Regions from separate parts of the Mus musculus genome. Here all the other regions are linked to region 5. The links are chromatin contacts, called in public ChIA-PET, HiChIP or PLAC-seq and promoter capture Hi-C maps. All regions are on one chromosome and are shown on one strand. Each heading gives the region's core, a stretch centred on a gene start, on an enhancer-like site or on the middle of the called end of the contact. The rest is flanking DNA. Distances are from core to core; before and after follow the strand shown.

Evidence for each region. Promoter capture Hi-C pulls out the DNA fragments that hold promoters and counts their contacts. ChIA-PET counts read pairs in DNA pulled down with a chosen protein or histone mark. HiChIP or PLAC-seq counts read pairs in DNA pulled down with a chosen protein or histone mark.
Region 1: an H3K27ac HiChIP or PLAC-seq map of microglia shows a contact between it and region 5, with 10 times the contacts expected there. The contact joins the enhancer-like site here to the promoter of Rasa2 in region 5. A contact is called at or near these places in 1 of 39 promoter capture datasets (the HPC-7 cell line), 3 of 484 Hi-C or Micro-C datasets (CD8 T cells, Th1 cells and erythroblasts) and 5 of 115 datasets of contacts at active chromatin or transcription factors (bone marrow-derived macrophages, effector CD8 T cells, embryonic stem cells and 2 more).
Region 2: a contact with region 5 is called in a promoter capture Hi-C map of embryonic stem cells. The contact joins the enhancer-like site here to the promoter of Rasa2 in region 5. A contact is called at or near these places in 14 of 39 promoter capture datasets (the 3T3-L1 cell line, the C10 cell line, the HPC-7 cell line and 10 more), 10 of 115 datasets of contacts at active chromatin or transcription factors (embryonic forebrain, embryonic hindbrain, embryonic stem cells and 5 more) and 4 of 9 other capture datasets (adipose tissue, embryonic stem cells, liver and 1 more).
Region 3: an HNF4G HiChIP or PLAC-seq map of pancreatic cancer cells shows a contact between it and region 5. The contact joins the enhancer-like site here to the promoter of Rasa2 in region 5. A contact is called at or near these places in 4 of 39 promoter capture datasets (embryonic stem cells, hippocampal neurons and stem cell-derived epiblast-like cells), 3 of 115 datasets of contacts at active chromatin or transcription factors (embryonic stem cells and pancreatic cancer cells) and 2 of 9 other capture datasets (adipose tissue and pancreatic islet).
Region 4: an RNA polymerase II ChIA-PET map of effector CD8 T cells shows a contact between it and region 5, with 636 read pairs. The contact joins the enhancer-like site here to the promoter of Rasa2 in region 5. A contact is called at or near these places in 13 of 39 promoter capture datasets (3T3-L1-derived adipocytes, the C10 cell line, the HPC-7 cell line and 9 more), 1 of 484 Hi-C or Micro-C datasets (the HPC-7 cell line), 24 of 115 datasets of contacts at active chromatin or transcription factors (the 230-238 cell line, CD8 T cells, the HPC-7 cell line and 17 more) and 4 of 9 other capture datasets (adipose tissue, embryonic stem cells, liver and 1 more).
Region 6: a contact with region 5 is called in a promoter capture Hi-C map of second pharyngeal arch cranial neural crest, with 4 times the contacts expected there. The contact joins the enhancer-like site here to the promoter of Rasa2 in region 5. A contact is called at or near these places in 15 of 39 promoter capture datasets (the 3T3-L1 cell line, 3T3-L1-derived adipocytes, the C10 cell line and 9 more), 2 of 484 Hi-C or Micro-C datasets (B cells and nephron progenitors), 12 of 115 datasets of contacts at active chromatin or transcription factors (the 230-238 cell line, CD8 T cells, the SCID.adh cell line and 8 more) and 3 of 9 other capture datasets (adipose tissue, liver and pancreatic islet).

What each region holds. Positions count from the first base shown.
Region 1 is chr9:96,390,242-96,394,297 of GRCm38.p6, forward strand. All of the region lies in intron 1 of Gm39409 (a long non-coding RNA gene), which reads right to left. The region is part of intron 1 of Gm40550 (a long non-coding RNA gene); the gene reads left to right. Among named protein-coding and RNA genes, the nearest start is that of Gm39409, 4.6 kb to the right of the region's middle. Within about 2 kb of position 1,915, at least 74 of the 459 cell types and tissues checked have an H3K27ac peak or open chromatin away from gene starts, as enhancers often do. A contact at or near this core is called in CD8 T cells, the HPC-7 cell line, bone marrow-derived macrophages and 3 more, where this site is marked.
Region 2 is chr9:96,832,122-96,835,935 of GRCm38.p6, forward strand. All of the region lies in intron 4 of Pxylp1 (2-phosphoxylose phosphatase 1), which reads right to left. Among named protein-coding and RNA genes, the nearest start is that of Pxylp1, 55 kb to the right of the region's middle. Within about 2 kb of position 1,475, at least 26 of the 459 cell types and tissues checked have an H3K27ac peak or open chromatin away from gene starts, as enhancers often do. A contact at or near this core is called in embryonic stem cells, where this site is marked.
Region 3 is chr9:96,860,233-96,864,456 of GRCm38.p6, forward strand. All of the region lies in intron 1 of Pxylp1 (2-phosphoxylose phosphatase 1), which reads right to left. Among named protein-coding and RNA genes, the nearest start is that of Pxylp1, 27 kb to the right of the region's middle. Within about 2 kb of position 2,924, at least 41 of the 459 cell types and tissues checked have an H3K27ac peak or open chromatin away from gene starts, as enhancers often do. A contact at or near this core is called in pancreatic cancer cells, where this site is marked.
Region 4 is chr9:96,794,073-96,797,832 of GRCm38.p6, forward strand. No RefSeq gene overlaps it. Among named protein-coding and RNA genes, the nearest start is that of C430002N11Rik, 30 kb to the left of the region's middle. Within about 2 kb of position 1,424, at least 223 of the 459 cell types and tissues checked have an H3K27ac peak or open chromatin away from gene starts, as enhancers often do. A contact at or near this core is called in the 230-238 cell line, CD8 T cells, the HPC-7 cell line and 16 more, where this site is marked.
Region 5 is chr9:96,629,427-96,633,203 of GRCm38.p6, forward strand. It overlaps Rasa2 (RAS p21 protein activator 2), which reads right to left and starts at 2,077. Exons shown (of 24, transcript NM_053268.2): 1 at 1,938-2,077. The coding sequence starts at 2,067.
Region 6 is chr9:96,768,591-96,772,770 of GRCm38.p6, forward strand. C430002N11Rik (RIKEN cDNA C430002N11 gene) reads left to right here. Exons shown (of 5, transcript NR_102296.1): 2 at 1,028-1,145; 3 at 1,361-1,506; 4 at 2,891-3,023. Among named protein-coding and RNA genes, the nearest start is that of C430002N11Rik, 5.1 kb to the left of the region's middle. Within about 2 kb of position 1,466, at least 11 of the 459 cell types and tissues checked have an H3K27ac peak or open chromatin away from gene starts, as enhancers often do. A contact at or near this core is called in second pharyngeal arch cranial neural crest, where this site is marked.

The DNA of each region.
Region 1 (4,056 bases), core at 665-3,164, 240 kb before region 5:
GAATGAGAATCACGCCATTGGCTCAGAGACCGCAAAGCTTGGTCTGGTGCTGTTGGAGTAGGTTTAGGGAGTGGGGCCTTGCAGGAAGATGCATCACTGGGGTGTAGGCTTTGAGGGTTCAAAGCCCCACATCATTCCTGGTTCACCCTCTGCTTCATGCTTTGGATCAGAATGTGAGCCCTCAGCTTCCAGTCCTGTCTACCATGTCTGCTGCCTATGGTCATGATGTCCCTGCCATTGTAGATCCCAACCTTATGGAACCAGAGCCTGAGTAAAATCTTTTTTCTTTTTAATAAGTGGCCTTGGTGTTTTGTCACAGTCACCATTAGAAAAGTCACTGATATAATCAGGTTGGCCCAGAACTCACTACGTCGTAGCCCATGGCAGTCTTGGGCTTGCAATCCGTCCAACTCCTCAATTTTCTAAGTGATGAATGGGATCACAGAAGTGTGCCACCGCACCCAGATGAAGTTTATTGTTTGAAGGTGAAAGGATAGCACCCAGCCCAAGGGGCTGTACCTGCAGGAGAGGGCAGAGACCTATTTAGGACTTTGGCCAGGTGGTGGTGGCACATACCTTTAATCCCAGCACTCAGGAGGCAGAGGCAAGTAGATCTCCGTGAGGTCGAGGCCAAACTGGTCTGCATAGTGAGTTCCAGGACAGCCAGGGCTATGGAGTAAAACTCTGTTTTGAAAAACAAACAAGGGCTGAAGAGACGGCTCAGTGGTTAAGAGCACTGACTGCTCTTCCAAAGGTCCTGAGTTCAATTCCCAGCAACCACATGGTGGTTCACAACCATCTGTAAAGGGATCTGATGCCCTCTTCTGGTGTGTCTCGAAACAGCTACAATGTACTTATATAAATAAAATAAATCTTTAAAAGAAGAACTGAGCAGTGGTGGCACATGCCTTTAATCCCAGCACTTGGGAGGCAGAGGCAGGTGGATTTCTGAGTTCGAGTCCAGCCTGGTCTACAGAGTGAGTTCCAGGAAAGCTAGGGCTATACAGAGAAACGCTGTCTCGAAAAACATGAAGAAGAAGAAGAAGAAGAAGAAGAAGAAGAAGAAGAAGAAGAAGAAGAAGAAGAAGAAGAAGAAGAAGAAGAAGAAGAAAAGAAGAAATAAAACTTTGAATAGTGGCTCAAGGCTGGATGAGGTGGGCTCTTGAACTTCAGGCTAAACAGTAAAATGGGACTTTGTAAATAAGAACTACTGCTTTCTCAGAAAAGGAGGAGGAGGAAGCGATTAATGCCAGCTTCTTATTCCTCTTTTTTTTTTCCCCTTTTGAGGCACACACACTCCAGGATAGCCTCAAAAACAAACAAAAACAAATAAACAAAAACACAACCAAACAACCAAAAAGCAAAAAACAAATCAAACCAACAAAAGCCCCCACTATGTAGCGAAGGATGAGAAACTGCTCCCTCCTCCTCCATATCCAATTATGGGGTTATGGGCATATAATAAGTGTTTGACTTGCTTTGCTTTTTGAGACAGTCTTGCTCTGTACGCCAGGCTGTCCAGGACTTCACTTCGTTAATCCTCCTGCCTCTACCTCCCTGCCAAGTTCTTAAATTTAAGTTCAAATTAAGTAAGTGCCCAGGCTCCGGAAACCTGTCTTCTTATGTTCTAAGTCAGTGATGATGAATATACCAGGATTATACTGAAATAATATTGAACCATAAAAGCCACAGAAAAGCAGTTTGCTTCTATCTGCGTTAGACTCACAAGCCCAATGATACCCAGAGCCACTGGAGGCTGTGGCTTCTTCTTAGTTGAGCAACTGGGTACTATTTGGGACAAATCACTGGTCACACAAGTTCCATCATAAGATGAGAAAGAAGAGGAAGCAGTGTTTAGTGTCCTTTTGGTTTAGTTTTTAATAACAGGACAGGGTAGGCATTGTGCAAGAACACAGGATATGACATCAAGGAGACCTCTCTGAGCCAGCCCCTGCCAACCTCTCAGAACTATGTGACCTAAGGAGGACCTACCCACTCAAATCAAACCAAACCAACCCACAGCAACACATCTCTCTGTCATCTATAAATAAGAACACCTTCCTGACATGGTTTGAAGGGAATTTACATGGAGGTGCTATGAAGTACCACAGAATGTTAAGACACTTCATGTTCAGAAGATGCCAAGAATTCTTTAGACTCCATTCTCACTTCTTTTTTAAGTGGGAGATGCTGAGCAATCCTACCCTGCCCTTCTGTTTGTCAGATCTCTCAGCATACTAGACTTGATGGATAACGGAAACACTTAAATCATCACGAAGGGTCAAATACCCCGATTGGCAACCTAGTAACTCACTTATAAGAGATTTTAATTTTTAAAATATCTTTGTATTAATTCTTTGAAAATCTCATGCAATATATTTTTAAAGATTTATTTTATGTATATTGTATATGAGTGCTCTATCTCTGTGTATAACCTACATCCAAGAAGAAGGCATCAGATCCCATGACAGATGGTTGGGAGCCACGATGTGGTTGCTGGGAATTGAACTCAGGACCTCTAAAAGAGCAGCCAGTGCTCTTAACATGTGAGCCATCTCTCCAGCCCCCAATACAATATCATATCATAATAATCATATTTATTCATCTCCATTCCTCACCCTAACTCTTCCCAGTTCTACCCCACCTCCACTCCCAACGCCATGTCCCCATTTTTGTTTGCTTTGTTTTCTCTCTTTTTTTTTTCTAAACAACCCACGGTGTTCTATTTGTGCTGCCCATATACTCCTGGATGTGTGGCTACCCACTGGAGCATAATCAACCTATGGGGGTCACACTCTTAAAGAAAACAGACTTTCCCTCTCCCAGAAGCCATCAACCGTCCATAGCTCCTCAGTGTGGGTGGTGCCACTTGTGAACCATTTTCCACTCCACGCTAGAATCTCTCCACTGGCTTGATCTAGCATAGGCAACAAGGCTGCCATGGTCCAAGACTGCAGCAGTCCTGCTTGTTCAGAAGATACCGTTTCATCTGGTCCTTCCTGACCTCTAATTCTAACAGTCTCCTTCCTCAGTGCTGGCATGTGTGTGATACAGATGTCCCAATTGAGACTGAACTCAAGTCCGCTGACTCACTCTTTCCACTCTGACCACTTAGGAGTTCCCTTGCTAACCTTCCTGTACTGTACAAAGCAACGCCTCAGATGAGGTCTGAGTGCTGCCCTAGTCCACGAACAGAGAAAGATGAAATTATACTATGTCCATATAGTAGAAAATAGTGTGTGCTTCTTCCTGTAGTCAGGACTTACATCCAACCAGAAAGTGGTTGGATGCCCCCTGTAATATTTGTGCCACTGTGTGCCTATGGGCACATCTTACTGCACTGTCATTATTGTAATTCATAGAGTTCACAGCTAGGTAAGACTTGATGTCTTTCCCTCACAATGGCCTACACAGAATCTCCCAGTACAGCGAGCAGGGAAGGAGCTTCCTGGTCCATACCAACTTGATTTCTCCATATCCTGTGAGCAATGTGTCTGATGTCTCCAGCAATAACACCTTACTATCAAGTTGTTTTAGGCAGCCAGGAGCAATGGCGATAGCCTGTACTGTTCTGGGGGTGTCCAAAATGCCTCTGATCAACAACTCAGAAAGATACTGGGCTTTTTATTTAGCAACTAAAGACTGCTGGGAGGAACATAGCTCACCCTGTGTAGTTTAACTCCAATCAAACTCTACTGTGTAATATAAAATAGGAGGCTTCCCTATAAGTACACTGTAGCTGACTTCAGATGCAACCATGTGACCTTTTCAAACATCCTTAGTGTAAGGTATCCCTCCCCTCCCACTTCCTCTGATCTACCCTCCCATCCCTCTGCTCACTAAAACCTCCCTCCCCCAACTACCTCCTCCCCTGACCACTTCATACCACCTATGCTGTTATTTCATTTTTATTTATTTTAATGATAAAATGGGAGGGTATTCTTGGGGCACAAAGCGTTTGTGGAGGTCAGAGGGCAACTAGCAGGAGTCAGTTCTCTCCTACCACATGGATCCTGGGACTGAGGCTCAGGTAGTCAGGCTGGGTAGCAAGCACCT
Region 2 (3,814 bases), core at 225-2,724, 200 kb after region 5:
GGAATCTGCTGTCGCACTGACAACTGAGACAATAAAAAACATTACCTCAAATTGTTCACTCGGGAGTTCTTATACACATTTTTATATGTTCTGTTTCAGTGTGCTTATCGTACAATGCCCAAGGCAGAATCCCACGGCCAATCACATTCAAGAGAAAACTGACCGTTCAGCTGTGATCCGGGTTCTGCAGAGCTGGCTACCTGGAGCTGGGACAGCAGAGCTATTACCAGAAAGTGTAATCTTAAAAGCTCACCTGGCTGAAAACCAGAAGGAACTTATACCACATCTAAAAATCTTAAACCAAGTAAAGAATAGATTGTTTCCAATTTCAACAAAACAAGCTTATAAAAAGACAATCCCAGGGTACTTTTCTGGGCCTTTTTTGTGCAACTTGATATGGCCAACTGTCTGCTTTCTTCAGTCTGCCTGAGACCATTTTAGCGTTATCTGCTGTCCACATGCTAAAGATGCTCAAATAAACCAGCATGCTAATGCTAAGCCCTAACTGCACAGCCCTCTGCCTGGCAGACACTCTTCCTAGAGTGTCTGGAGACAGCTCACAGGCCATGCTGGAGCTGACATCAGAGCAGTGTCCTTGGTTCCTGGAGGGACAGCGCCATCAGTAATGTGGCCCTGCCTCTGCTTTTTCACCGCACCCAGCCGGTCATGTAGCCCACCCATCCCACCTGACCTTCTCCAAGGTCACCCCTCCATCTCTGAGGCCATTCTCAAGGTTCAGCCTCTGCCAGTTTCTCATTTAATAACAAACCTGTGTCCTGGGTACCTGGGTGGTAACAGGAATGGACACAAGTAAGAGAAATCTCTGACTCAAAGAGGGAGGTACCTTCCAGTCTGGGGAAACACACTGCACAAGAAACACTGTAGCCCTGCTTGTATATGGGGGGTGGAGTGGGGGAGGGAGGGAGAGACAGAGGGAAAGAGGGAGCGACAGAGAAAGACAGAGAAACAGAGAGAAGCAGACAGAAAGACAGACATACAGAGAGAGAGAGAGACAGAGGAAGACAGAGATGGAGAAACAAAGAGAAACAGACAGAAAGACATACAGAGAGAGAGACAGAGGAAGACAGAGAGACAGACACAGAGTCAGACACAGAGAATGAATAACAGATGCTATGACAAGAGAAGGCAGGAGGGGAGAGTGGAGTCGGGGAGGAGCACTCTGTCATTTTAAGTGAAGAGTTCTAGCAGATCTTTCAGAGGTGATGCTTGAGCCAGGAGACAGGAAGAAGCCATGCTCAAGTGTGGAAAGTAAGCTGGAAGTAGTCTGCCCAAGGGCAAGGAGGGCGGCTGATGAAGCTGGAATTAAAGGGCCAAGGGAGGTAGCTTTCAGGGTGTGGGCTCTGCCTCTGAATGAGGCCTTGTTTGAGATCACTTCCACAACAGCATGGCTATCACACCAGCTTGTTCTCATACACTCTGGCTGCCAGAAATCTCTACCGCCTCACCCCTCCTCCACTATGCTGGAAACCAGGAAACCAGGTTCCCCAGAACGGTGCAGTCTGAAGGACCCATTTTAGTGCTACACTCACTCCACTGAGCTAAGATTGAAAACCCCCAAATTGCCAAGTTGCTGAGCACCCCAGGCGACCTGGGCGGGTCTAACTGCTAATGAGCAGTTTCTCATTGGCTGCCAACTGACTCCCGCACAACCTTTGGTCTCTCAGAGTGGCTTCCCTTCTTATTCCCTCCCTACCTGTGATGGTTTGAATGAAAATGGCCCCCACAGCCCATAGGGAGTGGCACAATTGGGAGGTGTGGCCTTGTTGGAGTAGGTGTGGCTTGCTGGAGGAAACCGGTCAGGAGGAGTGGGCTTTAAGATTTCAGAAGTTCCTGAGTTCAAATCCCAGCAACCACATGGTGTCTCACAACCATCTGTAATGAGATCTGATGCCCTCTACTGGTGTGTCTGAAAGACAGCGACAGTGTACTCTTACTTATGGTATCTTAGATTCCAGTACCCTCTACTGGTATGTCTGAAGACAGCTACAGTGTACTTAGATATAATAATAAATAAATCTTAAAAATAAAAAAAGAAGAAGACCTTGATGTTCAAGCCAGGCCTAGTGACTTGTTCTCTCCTCCGGTTGCCTGGGGATACCAGATGTAGACCTCTTGGCTCCTTCTCTAGCACCATGTCTGCCTGCACCCTGCCATGCTTCCTGCCAAGATGACAATGAACTGAACCTCTGAACAGTAAGCCAGGCCTAATTAAATGTTTTCCTTATTTAGAGTTGTTGTGGGTCACGGTGTCTCTTCACAGCAATAAAACTAAGACAGTCTCATAAGCTGAGTTGTGGGTTGCTGGCTTAGGCCTCAATGCACTACCAAAGCCTCTTCCACTCCAGGTTTCCTTCTCTTCTTTCTGGGCTAAAGCAGTCACCTGTGCTGGCTTCCACTTGTGTGACTGACCCACCACCAGCACCTGGATTTCCAGACAGAAGTGGTTCCCTGAGAGCAGGATAGCCCATCTGCTGTGAAGTGGTTCCCAGAGAGCAGGATAGCCCACCTGCTGTGAAGTGGTTCCCTGAGAGCAGGATAGCCCACCTGCTGCGATGCCTGAGGTACCCACTTCCTGTTACCTTTCCAGTCAGACTGGTCCTAGTGTTACTCATGCATGCCCAGCTCTGTAAGCTGCAGGCCCACTGCTCTTTCTGGTCCTTCTATCTAGAATGTTCTCTCCCTAGGACTCTTCACAGGACTTCTCCACTGCACTTAAGTGACGGCTGGCGTGCTACCATGCAACCTGGCCCAGGAAAGGGGTATAACTCTAAAATTTGTTATGTAAGTGTTTGAAAGGACTGTTTTTCTTCTTGGGTGTAGAAAAGCATGCTCATCTTTATGAATGTAAATAGGGCATTTAAAAACACAGCATTCTCTCCCTCGGGGAGATGGCTCAATGGTTTAAGAGCACTGACTGCTCTTCCAGAGATCCTGAGTTCAATTCCCAGCATCCATCTGTAATGGGATCCAATGCCTTCTTCTGGTGTGTCTGAACTGAGCAACAGTTCATACATACATACATACATACATACATACATACATACATTTTAAAAACCATGGCACTCATGTGGTCAATACCTTCAATACTGACTAACTGTAATAGTACGAGGGTGAGATAGAACCTTTCTTAACACAGCGCATAGCAGTCAGGGAGCACCATCTTCCACTACACAGACAACGGGCCCAGCACTGTGCACAGGCACTCTAAGGAAGAGACATATATGGACACACCTAGCTCCCCACCCTCGAATCAGACATTCCCAACGACAGACCAAAGTAATGGGTACCTTCCAGGCCTTACTGCCTAGCAGGAAACCACAAAATTACTAATTTACGAGCCAAAAACAGCATCTGGGAAGGCAGCAGGCACTGCCAGGGTGGGGGCCCAGAGCAGGTCTACACACTGCATGCCTGCTCACTCCATCCCTAAGTACATGTTTGCAGTGATAAGACAAGCCTTACTGTGTTTAAGAATGGACTTAATTAAACAATGTTGAGTAGTGACTCCTTTCATCTGGTGTGTGTGTGTGTGTGTGTGTGTGTGTGTGTGTGTGTGCTGGAGCCAGAGATAGCCTGAGCCCCTGCGTCTGCCCTGTTCTTTCCTGTGCAAACAATACCCACAATAAGGTTTAATTTCTAAGGCATGAGGAGAGATTATAATGACTGATGATAACATACAGCAGGTTCCACAACACACTGCAACCATGTGAATGGAGTTTTCCATTCGATGTGGCTAGACCGTTGTACTAGGCTGTGCCAGAGGCAACTGAAATGGAGGAAAGAAAACTCAGTC
Region 3 (4,224 bases), core at 1,674-4,173, 230 kb after region 5:
TGAGATAGCCACACAACAGCTTCTGGGGTCCACTTCATTCTCTGGAGTCCGCTTCGGTAGATGTGGGAATGGAGACTGTGCTTGGGTCTTCATTTTAAAAATGGCTAAATAATGTTGACAGAGCCTAAAATCTGCAGGGATTTGAAGATAGTGGCTTACAGCTGTAGCTAAGATGCCAAAAGACCAGTGATGCTTGTCACTGTGGGAACCGGGTAGCATGGCTCTGCCCAAAGTATTACTGTTGCAAGAATTCCCTGCCAGGGACACTCCTTCATTGGAAGGTACCCTAATGGAGTGGAGAGGGCTAGGCTGCAGAGGGCCACAGATCTATGTTCCATTCCTAGTTTTACATATTTTCCACACACTCACAAGACAAGAGACTCACTTCATTTCTCTGAGTCGTGAGATCATGACTTCAGCAAACCTGGGGGTAACAACCCGAGCGAGCAGAGATGTCAAGGAGTAAACACTATAGAAGACAGAGCAGTTGGCACACAGAAGAGACTTGCCACATCTGACTCACTGGCTCTGGTGGAGTTACACAGACACCATGCCTACCTAAGCACAAGGATTCACTCTCTCTCCAGAACTGTGGCTCCTGCTTCATGCAGTACTTTCTTCTCACAATCCTGGCCACTGGGCACGTCCCTGTTCACTGGTCCACATCTCTAGCCATCTGGGAAGGCACCCAAATCTGTGGCCACATTTGTGGTTCTTCTTCCATGGTGAGACTTCAGCTCAACTGCTGTGTCTAGCCTTGCCCAAGGGTTTCCATCCTGGAACACATGCCTCAGCTTGTAAGTTCCCACAGGAAAAAAAAAAAAAATCCAAAGATTACCAAGTGTGGCCTCACTGTTCAGCTCTACAGTCCAGGCTGCAGCCTCAGTTATCCACCACTCTCTTTCCTGTTTGCTATGCCAGCCAGGAGGCAAAGGGAGGCACTTGATAAGTCATGTGGGTTTCCTTCCTGCAATCTTCATGCCCGTGTCTCCACTGGAGCTCTCTGCCTACCGCTGGCAGCCACTGCATGCAGCTAGCTCCTCAGCCGCTCACACAGATCGCAATGGTCCTAGCCAGGGCTCTACGCCTAGAGGGAAGCCCCATGGCCTGCTACGCACAGCACAGAAAGTCAAATCCACGGGCTGACTCACTGCTGTGTTGGCTGGGTGACGTGATTCTGAGGGACTGTGGCTCCCTCACGCCCTGTTCTCCAACATCTCCCAGGTCCTGCTACCTTCCGTGCAAAAGATGTTCTTGGTCCAACATGCATCGTAACCAAACTACTCCTGTGGAAACAACCACATATGATGCCATTTGATGTATTACCTGTTATGAGATGTTCACTCGGCATAGCTCAAGTCCCTGGCTAAAAATACCTCAACCCTAGAATTATTACATTGAATTTCTGCTTAAACAAACAGGAAAACGCAGCCAGGTTCCTTTGACTTTACTGTTAATCTGAGCAGTAAAAGCAGAAGCGCAGAGCTGAGCCAGCACAAGACAATAAGCAGACCCCCTACACCACGGTAAATACCACTTCTAAATTAAAAGGGGAGAGAAACACGGCAAAGGCTTCTCTCTAAGCTACTATTCCAACACCAGAGGCTCCCAGAGCTGAGCCCTGAACTATTTTTTTACCTAGTAAGAACCAAGAATGCCACATCAGGCCACAGGCTCTGGTTTCTTCTTCAAAGGATACAAAATTTAGGATTTGAAATGTGACCATGGCTACTTGAAAGAAAATATGCATTCAATTATCTTCCATATGTGCAGCTGAAGTACTATTACCAGGAATAGAAAGATAGAATTAAATAAAGAAAATACTCTGGGTAGATGTTATACTGATTCATTTTGATCATGATCATTTGGGCCTAAGTAAAGAGCATTATAATTTTAAAAAGAATCATGTAATTTAAAGTAAGCTCGAGCCAGGCAAGGCAAAGGCTGCATCTGAAGGGGACTCCAAGGTCACAGCAGAATGGAGTTTAATTGCAAAATCAAAGCTGCTCGGCTAAGAATAAACCAACCTTGGAGACTGATGAAGACGGATGAATTGTAGAGTTGCCTGCAAAGCACAGAGAACAGACTGGGATGGGGTGCCCTAAGCTCACCACAGTTAGTCTGGGTCCAGAGCTCTTCAGCTAAACTGTAAGCATGCTTCTAAGAAGGAAGCCAATCCATCCATCCATGCATCCATCCATCCATGCATGCATCCATCCATGCATCCATGCATCCATCCATCCATGTATCCATCCATCCACCCATCCACCCACTCACTCATTCACACCTGAATGTACAATTCACTCCAGAACAGAGCATTTCCTCACATCAACAGGTGCCATTCTAAATGAAAAAGACCTCAGGCATAGAACTCGGGGGTAGTGGTGGGGGAGCAGTGGTAAAAGGAAGCACCTTGAAAAAAGCTGAACTTCATTACAGATTTATAGAAGAAAGGATATAGGACCAAGATTCATTGTAAAAACAAAAAAACAAAACAACAACAACAACAACAAACTCCACAAGAGGCGAGGCTGGAGATGGCTCAGCAGTTAAGAGCACTGGTTGCTCTCTCAAAGAACCTGAATTCAGTTCCCAGTACCCACCTGGCAGCCTACAGCCATCAGTAAGTGCAGCTCCAGGGGATCTAACACCCTCTTCCAGCCTCTGCAGGCACTACCTGCATGTCTGAGGTAAGATAAGGAGGCAGGCAAAATGCTGCCTGCTGCTGAGGCCGGGTGGTGGAAACTCAAGGATCATCACATGATTCTCTGCTTTCACAATGTCCAGTATTCAAAGTGGAAAAACAAACAAAACCAGTTTTTTTTTTAAATTTTATTTCAAAAAGTAGGTAGACTGCAGGCAAGGGAACATGAGTCATGAGAGAGGGTATAGGGCTAATTGCTCTTCGTCTCCATTCTGCCGTGGCTTTTCCTTCTGAGTAAGTGCATAAAAAATGTAACTGATAATCAAAGTTTAAAACAGTGAGCGAAGTTCCAGGACTTCAGAAGGGCTCTTCTAACAGTACAGAGGTTCAGTGAGTTTGATCCTGGGTAAGGGCTTGTTAGAGTAGCTACTTTAATCTGGCTCTGTGATGCTTTTATTTGTGAGTCCAACGTAATAAAGTGAGTTTATTTAATAATAATCTTAAAAGTAAGTTTATTGTCCAATCAGTGAGGCAAGGGGTAAACCAAACACTGGGCCACAGGAAACCACAGCCTCGTGGGAAAGAGGGGCACAGAGATCATACCCAGACTAAGAGACAGCAGGTGGGCTCCCTGGAAGAAGCGACTGAAACTGCCCTGAAGAGTAGACTGGAGCTGGTGTATCTGTGATTGTAATTTACAAAAACATGCCACAGAGCAGTGCCCACTTGCTGGACAGGCTTGCTTTGTGGGTTGGCCCTTGTTTCCAGGCTAAGATGTAATCTCTTGCCTGCAGCTCTTCTCCTCCAGGAGCAAGCCCAGAGCTTCCCCTGCCCTCTGTGCAGCAGAGACGTCTCACGTGACACCCAGGAACCCTGGGAGGTGTCTGTGATCTGCCCTATAGCTGGCTTCCCCAAACACTTCTCTCACCTAGGGTGCCTGGGAAGGTGACATAACCCATGACAGTACCATGTCCAGATGTGTCAACTGTTAAGGTGCAGCCCGCAGTGGTGCAGGAAGAAGAATGCAGATCAGTACTGTAGGTCAGTCCCCAAGCATAGCCCTGGGTGGGTAAAAAGTTACACTAGGCCCAGTGTGCTCCACACTTTTGGACTTGCAGTGTGATCTGGCAATAAATCCCTCCTCATCCGGTCCCTTCCACACAGGAGGGAGTCGGGGTGTGTGTAAGAGGTATAATTCTAGGGCTCGGTTTTAACCCTCAGTGAGTTATGGTTCCCCATGAAGAATTGGAGCCCTGGGCTGTGAAGAGTGTGACAGCACTGTTGTCTGTAAGTGCCAGTCCCATGACTCTCAGATAGTTTGGTGCCCACCAGCTCACCCAAGGCACCAGTTCTGCTTCTTCCTTGCCTCTGTTCACTCTCTCCCCATCCCTGGCAAGAGCCCTGCCCATCGGGAATAGCAAAGAAAGCCAGAATCCGAAGAGGTTTTAAATGTCACCTCGTAGCCGGGCAGTGGTGGCGCACGTCTTTAATCCCAGCACTTGGGAGGCAGAGGCAGGTGGATTTCTGAGTTCGAGGCCAGCCTGGTCTACAGAGTGAGTTCCAGGACAGCCAGGACCACA
Region 4 (3,760 bases), core at 174-2,673, 160 kb after region 5:
ACTTTACAAGACAGAAAACATATAACAACAACAACAACAACAACAACAACAACAAAATAGTCTTATTTTAAAAATTCAAATAACATTATTACTGTGAAAACAGGGATTTTTTTTTTCCTCCTCCTTTTTGCAACCCGGGATTTTAGACAGGGTTTTATGTACCCTGGACTGATGTTAAAACTAACAAGCAGATAGGGACACCTTGAAAGGCGTTTTCTTCCTGACCTCCGGAGCCCACATGCTGGGATACATCCAGTTCCTATAAATAGCTTAAACTGTGTAGATCCTAAAAGGGTCTGAGAGACCTCCACAAGGTTCAAGAAATAGAGCAACATGTCAGTACCTCTGAGTAGTCTATTCTTCATGACTGACTGCAGGATTGTGTCCTACGATACACTATCTCATAGAACACACTAATACCAGTCATTGTAGCTCCCTAAGAGTTAGGGACCTGTGTACTTGACTTAGGAGTTTAGGGGGGAAATTACTATGGGTTGTATAACCATCCACAATTCTGGACAGGGTTTATCACTTATTGGTATACAGCAATTATCCAGCATGTGCAAGGAACTGGGTTCAGGATCCCAGGACGCAGAGGTAAAATCCAAAAACATTAGTGATAATGTGTGGTGGGCCAGGCCTATAATCCCAGTATTCAGGAGGCCAGCCTTATCTACTCAGTCATATATAAATCATAAGCGAGGGGCAGGGTGGTGCATGCTTTTAATCCAAGTGCTTGGGAGACCAAGGCAGGTGAATCATTACAAGTTCAAGGCTAGCCTGGTCAGCTATGGCCAGCTCAGGATGACACAGTGAAACAGAAAAAAAGGAAAAGAAGGGAGGGAGGGAGGGAGGGAGGGAGGGAGGGAGGGAGGGAGGGAGGGAGGGAGGGAGGGAGAGAGGGAGAAAAAGAGGGAGGGAGGGAGGGAGAATTCTAATGAGGGAAACTCAGTGTTAGCTTTTTCAGTGGTGTACTTTTGGCCTCATTCTCTCTCTTCACCATCATTTAACCTTCCCATTCCCCCCCCCCCCCCCCCGTTATCTTTCAGGCCCTCTCATGTCCTGTAGCTTCCTCTTAGTCCACTCCATTCCCATTTCTGAATGCTCCCATCACAATCCTCAGATTTTTGTTTTGTTTTAAGGGGAGCAGGGGCTGGGGGGGAGCAGTGGGGAGTGGGGTAGGATGGGGTGTGATCTTTAAGGGCTGACAAGCTTTGAAGGAGACAGATTTAAAAAACAAAAATAAAAAGGCTGGGGTCCCAAATAAGTTGGAGTCTGAGGAATGACACTGAGTGGAGAGTCTTAGCAAGGAGACTAACAACCTCCAGAACCCCAGGTATTCGCTAGTATGAGCTGGATGGGCAGGGTCACAGGAAAACGTGGTCGGGAGCCACAGTACTGTTCACACTTGTTCCCACAGCCTGCAGGCACAGCAGAAGCTGCAAGAGAACTGTGACACGTGACACTCTACAGATCACGCCTGGAGGTTCAAGACTGTCTCTTCTTTCAAGAGGGAGCCTGACTGCGGATAAGGAGGAGCTGAAACCATGATCTGTTTCCCAGGGGACCAGTAGGGAAAAATGGCACCGGCCCAAGCAGCCTCAGAGCCATCCTAACAAAGCCTGGCTTTCTGTAACTCACAACCGAGCCCTGGAGGCTGACACCCCACAAGGGCCCCAGAGGACCCTCCCTACTGCAGGGCTTCTCACTCCACTTTCAACTTAAGGCTGCCCTAGGGGAAGAGGAGTTGTGGGGTAGGGGGCGAAGCTTTCTGGGAAATTCAGCCCTTTTCAAGAGGCTTCTGGGAGTTGTAGTTCATATAGGTCTTTGCATGCAAGCACGTTTCTGTGTGTGTCCCTGCGCCGCCCCCCCCCCCCCCCCCCCCGTTGAGGCTTCTATTGCTCCAGAACCCTGGGAAAGGTCATAGTTTCTAGTTCCTGGAGGCATCCGACCTGATGGAATCATAGCAGAAAATGAACTTTTGATATATGTAATATAATTCTACACTTGTCTTTTAACGGATTACTGTGCATTGCTTTGCTGTATCAGGCCTGACTCACGCTCTCACTTACATATTTTAAAATGTCCTTATATATGACTTTCAAGAAGTCTGATATGCAACATGATGGGGAAATTTCAGAAACTTTTTCAGTTAGATTTTGTTTTAATGCAAACACTTGTAATTTTTTTTTTGTATGACAAAAGTCTTTGTGTTGTCAAATCCTTTTAAATAAAAGAGATTTGGAGAAAAATTAGGAATTCTTACAGGCTGATGATTTTTAAAGATTATGCAATGTTTATGCTTATTAGTGACATCTATAGTTTGTACTGTATTGTAGATATATATTTGTATAAATAAACGTACAAATGAGGCTATACACTAAGGTTACATATAAACTAATATTCTAAAGAAATCTATGATTGTCATTATTAAAGCATAATGTCAGTATTCAGAAACTCAAAACATCTAATTTTATGATCTTTCCTTATCCTAGGCCAAGTTTTTAAAAAGGACAATTGGATAACTTAAAGGCATATGGAGTTGTTTACTTTGGACATAATATTTTATAGCAATCTATGGATTATTTCTTTTAAAAATCTAGGTGAGCTATGAAAATTTTATATAGGTACAGGGGCTTTAAAAGAAAATATTATAAGATTAATAGTTATACTAAAATATTGAATTAGCTATAGCTTTAATGTTTATATGATTTCCTATCTATATTCATTATGTGTATATGTATGTGTCTGCATGAGTTTATGTGCACTATGTGTAGGTACACCAGAGAGCAAGTATAGGGCGCCAGACATCTGGAACTGGAGTTAGGAGCGTCTCTATACTGGCCATGGTCACTCATCTTTGGCTCCAGGATAAGCTCTTTCTTGGTCCCTTTGAAGGGAGACTTGTGTTCTGCATTAACAATGCAGAATGCCTTACCAGGCTGGGGGGTCACATAAAATTGTTCTTGGTCCATGTATGTTCCCACTAAGAGCCTCATTTCTGGGCAGTAGCATGACTCAAACACTGTATTTTAAGCAGAGCTGCTCTTTATATAAAGGGAGTAAACACTAATCATATTGAAAGTCTTACTGTTATGCTGTAGACAGTGGCAATAACTAAACCACCTTGTCTTGTCACTGGCCAAACTTTCTGCAAAATTCTAACTCTAGAATCTTGTTGGCTGTGTTTTGTATTTTCCTTGTGATTTTTTTATAGCTGTTATCTGTTGATATTATATGAAGAAGGAGGAAAAGGAAACTCATCGCTTTCGATTATAAACTTAGTGCATTTAACAGACACCACAAGAGGCTGAACTTAGAACTGACCTTTAAAGGGAAAGATAAGAAAAAGCTCCCAGCCTACAGGTGCAAAAATGGCCTAGAAGCAAAGAAGTCTGCCAGGTGCACAAAGAAATGGGACTAGTGCCCAGGTAAACTTAGCCGGGTCACCTTTGGCTCTAGACCTCCCAGGTACTTAGATTTGGCTAGCAAAAAAAGAGCTTTTGACATTGGCTCCTCTACCTGCCACCCCTCCCAACACACACACAAAAACACACAAATACACACACACACACACACACACACACACACACATGTGGTCTGACCAATCTGGAAAAAAAGCAATTTCCTGGTGATGAGGTACAATCAAAGCCAAACCCCAAGACGACTTACCAGGTTGTCTCATGGTCCGGAGATAAAGGGGGGTTGTCGTCATAGCCAAATGGAATTATTTATTTCAGTCCTTCCCAAAGTTACTCTA
Region 5 (3,777 bases), core at 827-3,326:
CAGCTAAAAGAAGGGCAAGAAATGGGAGGGGTGTTCTTGATTTCAGTATGTATCCTTGTGAAACAGTCACAACATGACCTGAGCTATAAGATGAGCAATAAAAAATAAATAAACTGTCTAGGGTAGAAACAAGTGGTTTAGTTTAACTAGGGTTAAAATAAAAATATTCCCAGGAAATTAATGGTCAATTTCTGGGAGTGAGATTGCCTAAGCCACAGAAACCAAGTTTTGTGTGCTTGTGTGTGTGTGTGTGTGTGTGTGTTTTAATCTGCAGACCCGAATTTCACTTGGAGTGATATTTTTACCACACTGTTCACAGAACCTTTGCTATGCATCAGGTCAAAGCAGAAGGTAACTTACTCCTAAAAACAGCCCAACCCTAAATCTCAACTCCAACAGAGCACACTGTCTTCCCACAACACAATCTGCTTTTATAGATTCGCAAGGCTTCAACAGTGTCTAGCATCAAGTCACAGAAAAATATAAAGTAGTAAAAATTTGAAAAACCTAATTAGTAGGGGAAGAAAATTCTAGTGTATTTGGCTTTTCCCAAACATTACATACATGCAAATATTAACTGTAAGAAAGCTAATTTGTGAAAAGTTTACACCCTAAGAAAGTAACTTAAAATACTGGGAACTTAAGACGCACAAAACACCCACTGCTCTGGTGTAATTTCCCAAGTTTTAATACTTAAAAGTGTCTGAATTGGGAGTCCCAGGATGACGTCAGGGAATTGAAAAGTAACATTTAACATGCTTGCTCCTGGGGTTTTAATAAAATTCCAAATCCTTGAAAGGGGAGTAACATCAAAAACTCAAGTGGGAGAATCCAAAAGAAGCATCGAGATTTAAGAATTAAAGTTTATACTCTGCCAAAGAAAGAGCAGTATCAGCCATTCTAACACAATTGAATTTTCAACATATAAAATATCTCTTATAGCCAGGCATTATTTAGGAGACCGATTTCATTCTGGGGATAAAATAATCTGAATTAAAAAAGGTTTTCAACTAAAGTAACAATAAACTCTACTGATTCGCCAGTCATACAGTGAAAAGGGACCATCTCAATAAGCTGGGGGAAGTCGATCTAATATCAAAGGGTCGTTTTAAAGAGGAAGGATAGCAATGACAAACGAACTGGCCCGTCTCTGAGTAAGAGTCTACACTCATCGGTGCGGCTCTCACAAATGCACGGGAGAGAATCAAGTGGGTTGAGCGCGGACTGGATGACTGAGTTTTGAGACCTGCTCACAGGAAGCCACTACATCCTGCCCCAAGTCACCGTCAGTCACGCCGGCTCTCGATTCAAGTCCCCGCCGCGGCAAGGTGGGGCGGGCACAGGTGTCCCGCCCGAGCTCCCCGGGCGCCCCGCTCGCCCGCGCAGCCTCGCCCACCGGAGCCCCCGCCACCGGCTCCCGCAGTCCCCAGCGCCCGCCTCAACCTCGCACTGGCAGAGGAGCCCCAGGGAGCTCACACCCCCTCCTCAGCCCGCCGCCCGGCCCGGCCCGGCCCGGCCCCGCCCCGCCGCAGCCGGCCTCCCTCCCTCCTCCAGCCGCGCCTCCCTTGTAATTACCACGGGGCTCCCACCTCGGGCCGCTCCCGTCGTCCGCGGCCGCCCGCAGGCCTGCGTCGGAGGGAGGCCGGAAACTCCGCGCGCCCCCGGCCGCGCCCCGGGCTCCCGCGTCCAGGCCGCGCTCCAGGCAGCGCCCCTCGCGCCGCGCCGGTCCGGTCCGCGCGTGCAGGTCCTCACCCCGCTCGCTCCGAGGGGGAGCCCCGACCCGCGCCGGGCAGTCGGTCGACGCGGCGCCTCCCCCCAACACACCCCCATCCAGTCTCACCAGTCCCGGGCGGCCGCCGGTGCCGCCACCCCCGCGCGTGCCCGCCGCCCACCCTCCGCGCCGCCCCGGGGGTCCCCTCAGCCCCGGCCCCGCTTACAGATCCTGCCGCGCAGGCTCTGCAGCACTCGGACCTCACGACTGTCCTCGTCTCCCGTCTCCGGGTCTGCGCTGCCCGAGACGGCCGGCGCCTCGGGAGAAGCCGCCGCAGCAGGCGCTGCCGCCGCCATGGTGCCGCCCGGCCCCTACCCCAGCCCTACCGCCTGCGTAGCCGGGCAAGGCGGAGCCGGAGCGAGGCCTAGGCCGGATCGAGCCTCGCTGTAGCCCCGCCTCGGCCTCGGGCTGACTCGCCCCGCCCCTCGCGCCGTGCCCGCCCTGCATCCGCCTCGCCTTGCCTCCCTGGGCAAGTCGCGAGAGGCGCTCTGAAACCCCCACAAGGAGGAAAACCCTGGCCCTGCTGTGATCCCCAGAACCCTGAGAATTGGACGTCCCCCACGAACGGACCTCTAGGTCCCCAGATGCTCAAGGAAAAGAAAAGTCCCCAGTCAGAATGACTCCAGGTTCCAGGAAAAAGTTTGGCATTTTGGCAAACGTCAAGAGATGTATTAGAGACTCTTCCAGCGGTGTCTAGATGCTCCCGCAGTGCGGCACGTGGGGGACAAACCACATACTCAACCTTTGCTCTGGGAACATTGCTCTGCAAAAAGTTGGGTCAAGAAAAGGACCACAGACTCCGTCCAGTCCTGTCTGAGACCCAGAGAAATTTTGAGTTTATCACCAGTTTTGCATTTCAGAATCGGAACGGTGACCTCTTTCCCACTCCCAGAAGCAGGCTTTTTAGAAAGTAGATTGGCCCTGGGAAGTTTGTAAATCTTCAACTAGTTGTTGCCACTATCTTAAGGGAACTATTTACAGTGAGTAAACTGTGTGGATAACACCCTGGTATGTGAGGAGAGGGATGATTTCCTGGTCCTGAGGTTTAACTGCGCTGCCCTAAGAAGGAAGAAACTGATTTAATAGAGCAGGGTTGTTCTTTGCCAGGTGCTAGAGTCAGCCAGTCAAGGAATGTTTTCAGACATATAGGAATGGCCCTAGGGCAAAAAGACGGGGCAGAAGGCGCCAAGACCATGAGCACCTCAACCTGGAAGGGCACACAGAGAGAAGAAGCAAGTTGTGGAAACAGAGTCAAGGAGAGCCTGCCTGGGAAGAGTGAACAGACGACAAGCAAGCCCAGAAGCCACTTGTGCCAAGGCCAGTCAGGCAGACGGAGTGACCTAAGCTTGCTGGATGTCTTAGGCTACCGAGCAATACTTCCAGTCCAGCTGGTGATGCATGAGGGTGCCCCTTGTCCTGTACCATACAGCCTTGGAGAAAGTGAGCTTACCTCTCCTTCCAGGCATTTTGTTGTTTCAAACAGAAACTCCAAATGGTATTTCCCTTTCTTTCCAAATCAGAGCTCACACACCACAGGCCAGAGACTGGCTTTTTCTATTTTAAAACGTTTAATGCTTTATTGGTATGTCTTACTTATACACAGTCATGGTGTGATACCGTTTTCATACACATGTTTAATGTATGCATAGTATTCAATACCCTCTTCATCGCCGTCCACATCCCCTGCACCCCCTTCCTCTCCTCCCAGCTGGCTTTCTTCCCCTCCAATCCCCTGGAAGGTCAGTGGATGGCTGTTGGGAGGTGGTTCTCCTTTCACCGTGGGTTTCCTAGGGATTAACCCGGCCATCTGGTTTGGTATTAAGAACCTTTAATCACTGAGTCATCACACCAGCAAGACTTTTTTTTTTTTTTTTTAGTTCAATGAGTTTATGAGAGTTGTTTCCAGAAGCATAGACGAGAGATTAATTACAGGAGCACAGGAAACTTAACAGTGGCTGTACTACTGAAGAAAATGTCTCTTCCGGCAACCGTCAACTGTCAAAAAT
Region 6 (4,180 bases), core at 216-2,715, 140 kb after region 5:
TCCCCAGTATCCCTCATGAAACCTGCAGCCTACTTTTGTCCAGGCCAGCGAGCCCTGCATCCCTTCCATCTACATCTCTCTTCCACCACTGGACCAGTGCTGGGGTTTCAGGTATGGGAGACATATAGGCATGCTCTGCTTTATAGGACTGTAAACACAAGCACTCACGCTGGCTCAGCAAGCTCTTCTACCCACTGAGCCATCTCCCAAGCTCCACCAATGTGCTATTCATCCCTAAGGAAGCCTCAGTTTTCTAATCGTTCTTTTTGTCATCCCATCCTGTTCTTTCATGATACCAATGCCTTCTTAAGTTTCCCTAAGGATGTTATTGGAAATCTCTTCTGTTTCTGGTTTGTACTTTTTCTTTGTGTTCGTGGTTATATATTTATTTTTACCCATTTTATGTTGTAATCCTTCTTCAAATACATGGTTATTTCTGTTACTTTAAATATATATATTATATATTTGTTTGGGCCTGGAGAGATGGCTCAGTGGTTAAGAACACTGACTACTCTTCCAGAGGTCCTGAGTTCAATTCCCAGCAACCACATGGTGGCTCACAACCATCTGTAATGGAATCTGATGCCCTCTTCTGATGTGTCTGAAGACCGAGACAGTGAACTCATATACATAAAATAAATAAAAATATAATTGTTTCAAGAAAAGGTTTGTTCTTATTTTATGTGTTTGAATGTTTTGCCTCTGTTTGTATGTATACCACATGTACACAGTGCCTTCAGAGGCCAGAAGAGCTCCTCAGACCCCTTAGACCTGGAGTTGCAGATGGCTTTGAGCCACCATGTGGGTGTTGGGAATTGAACTTGGGTCCTCTAAAAGAGTAAACAATGTTCTTAACGTCTGAGCTGGCACTCCAGCCCATTACTTCTCAACCTTCCTAATGCTGAGACCCTTTAATATGGTTCCTCATGGTGTGGAGACCCCCAACCATAAAATCACTTCATTGCTACTTCATAATTATAATTTTGCTATTGTTATGGATTGTACGGTGAATATCTGTGCCTTCCAGTGATCTGAGGCGACCCCTGAGGAAGAATTGTTTGACCATCCCAAAGGGATCAAGGCTCACAGGTTGAGAACCGCTGCTCCAGCCCCTTCGGCTGTTTTTATTGCAGGCATTGAATGAGGTATTGTGGTTCCACTTCAGCTAAAGTTTCTTTGTACTTGGGTGGGGCCTGTTGTTTGGCGGCTTTCCCATGTGGAGATTTATCATCACCTCTTCCTTGCTGCGTGCATCAGACTAATGATAGCAGGTTCTGCTTTTGCTAAAAATGTACTGCCTCCTCGTCTGAGCCTACAAGGTGACTGAAAAGGCCATAAAGCCCGCTCTGTATCTCCTCAGCTTCGGCTTGGATGTCAGACTCCCGTTCCACTTCATATGTCAGCATGTCAGTCATTCGAGGAGTGTCTACAAGCAAGTGACAGAAGGAGGTTCAGCCCTAACTTATCTAACCCTCTTCAGGCTGAAGACAAAAAGATAAGACTAAGGTATTTTACTATCAGCCTGTATAGCATTGTTCCAGGTCCCAAAAAGGCGCCTGAGAATCCCCAGTCTCTGTCCCAAACCTGAGTCACCTTGGATTCCAGGAATTCAAAGCCTCACAAATGACCCCACCATGAGATTGCCCGTAAGTGGGAGCCATTTCCCTATGTTGGGAACTGAGGAACAACCAACTCATGGGAACTGGCTCACCCTCTCAAGTGATACAGGCTTCTCCAGAGTCCCTTGCAGAATGAAGACTGGGGTAGACCACAGATTGATGGAGACTGCTGAATTATCCATGTGCTCCATGCTCTCTCTTCTACCTAAGCCTACAGCTCCTGTAGCAGGTCCCAAAGCCCTGTGTGCTTCATCCAATCTTCCCAGAATTGCCACACCTGGTCAAAATGCCCCCCTGTTTTCCCATCATTACTTTCTCACTGATTTCTGGGAATATGAACGGACCTGATTTGTTGGGACTCCTAGAGTCCAGCTGCTAGACAGTCTAGACGTTAGTAAGTGAGCTGACACATATGGTACTTCTTACAAGGTGGTGTAACTGTTGCTTTGACTTTGACTTTGATAATTAGATCCAGCTGCACTGCTCACTCAGCTGATGTTGACAGGTTGTTTTTATGGTGAAGGGTCTCCCTCTGGGTTTTAGCCTCTGACCTGCACTCATACAATGCAGGTTTGCCACCCCTCGCCTCCTTCTACCTCTGTCCCTCTGTCCACCATCCATCACCAGACATTTTTTGAGCTCACATCTCTGCTGTAAGGTGCCGTTATCATTGCTCACTGGGTATCGTTTCTCAAGTGCCTTTACTGTTATTTTAGTATCATCTTGGTTAGGAGAAATCAAGCATGTTTAATCTGCCATCGTTCCCTGAATAATTATTTACTCCCTGGGTAGGTTCTATTCCAGTGGTCCATGTTTGAAGTCCTAGCTCTTTTATGTGTTTTTCCTCAAGTAGTAGGTCCTTGACGTTTTCATAAGATGAGGCAAGATGGTCCTAGCCGGGGTGACTTGCTTTAGTTGAGAGCCCTTCAGAGACTGTCTACAAATGCAACCCCCCTCTAGATATAGTCTTTCTGAGCTTGCAATTAGCAGCAGAAAGGATTTTAGGCAAAGGTTCAGAAAGGATGTTACAAGGAGTGATGGAAAGGAACCATTTGTGAGGAAGATAGCATCACTGCCAAGCCCTGAAGTCCTTGTGAGTATCCTTTTACTGTAACCATTATCAGATCGTTCCTCTGTGCCATTGCAGGAGGTCGGCACGGATACCGGCTCCAGAACGAGGGTGGGTTCTTCCTTTAAAATGTAGAACTAATTCCATCCTGAATATGAGTCATTCACTAGCTCCTAATTCACGGTCACCATCACATTTGCAGTAGGAACATGCTGCGTAAAACATTGTGGGATTAGTGAGCATCTGGGCATCTTAAATTTTGACTGGCAATTGACTCTAACTTCAACAGACGAAGATCCACCCTTCATCCAGCTCTCCAGGAATAACAGTAATTGGTAAGCATATCCCTAATTAAGGGATGTAATTGTAGTCATCCAGGTCTATGGCCATACCGCCCTGAATGTGCTGGATCTCATCTGATGGTAGCTGTCCATGCTCTTTTAAAAAGCCATATTATAAAAATTAAAACACTGTGGACAATTTTCAGTATTAGGTGTGTTTAGAGCTCATCTAAGAGTCTCAGGTAAGCAGAAGCACCCCTCCCCGAAGCTGGCAACTGGCACCTGATTTTCTTGGAATTCTTAAAGAGCTAGAAAGTTGCTTGCAGTCTGCTACATGACAGAACCCAAGATCAGAAAATGGAGCAGTATCCAGCCCCAGGGTATCCATCAGATAACAACTGTGCATCCTGAAGGATAGATAGGATGGGGATTTGGAAGGGGGTGGGGTTAGAAGAGTGTAGGTACTGTCACTCCCTGGAGTCCCTGGGGGAAAGAGGGCAGTTATCTCCTGTGCCCTCTTCTCTCACCAAATCAACACGCCAGCCATCAACACCCTTTATCCACGTTGTCTCTTCCGACATCACGCTATCTTAACAACCGCTGCCCTTTCACAGCGTCTTCTCAGTCACGTGTGTATTAATCACCACAAAGGAAACGAGAAAGGCTGAGTGAGAGGCAGCCGAGATCAGCATACATGTAGTCAAGATGGGATTTTAAATGGGAAATCGGTTACACAGACGTCAGAGAACCAGAGAAGCTCAGACTAGTGGCAACAGAGAGTCACACCCAGTCTGTGTGACAGGAATAATCACAGGGGGGTCTACAGGAGTCACTGACAGCAGTCAGACTGGGTAGATTTTTTTTCTGGCTGGAGCCATCCTGTGGCTCCAGTAACACCATTCAAGGGCCACAAGCTTAGCAAGGCACCTGGCCTTTTCCTCCCTCCTGTCCTACAAAGGTTTTCTCTTGGGCCGTGTCCAAGCTAGAGCCTCCCTGACCTGCATTAAGCCCGGGAAACCTGTCTACAGAGGTCAGTACCTGCCACCTAGAGCCACAAGGAGAAGCATGAAGAGCGGCTCTGAAAGCAAATAGGCTATGACCTGTGCACTGTATTGTGCTCATTATGGGCAGCCCATAGTTAACTATATAGCAACATACTCTGCATCTTATAAATACATGTATGCTCTGCAGCTCTCTGCTTTCAGTCCAAT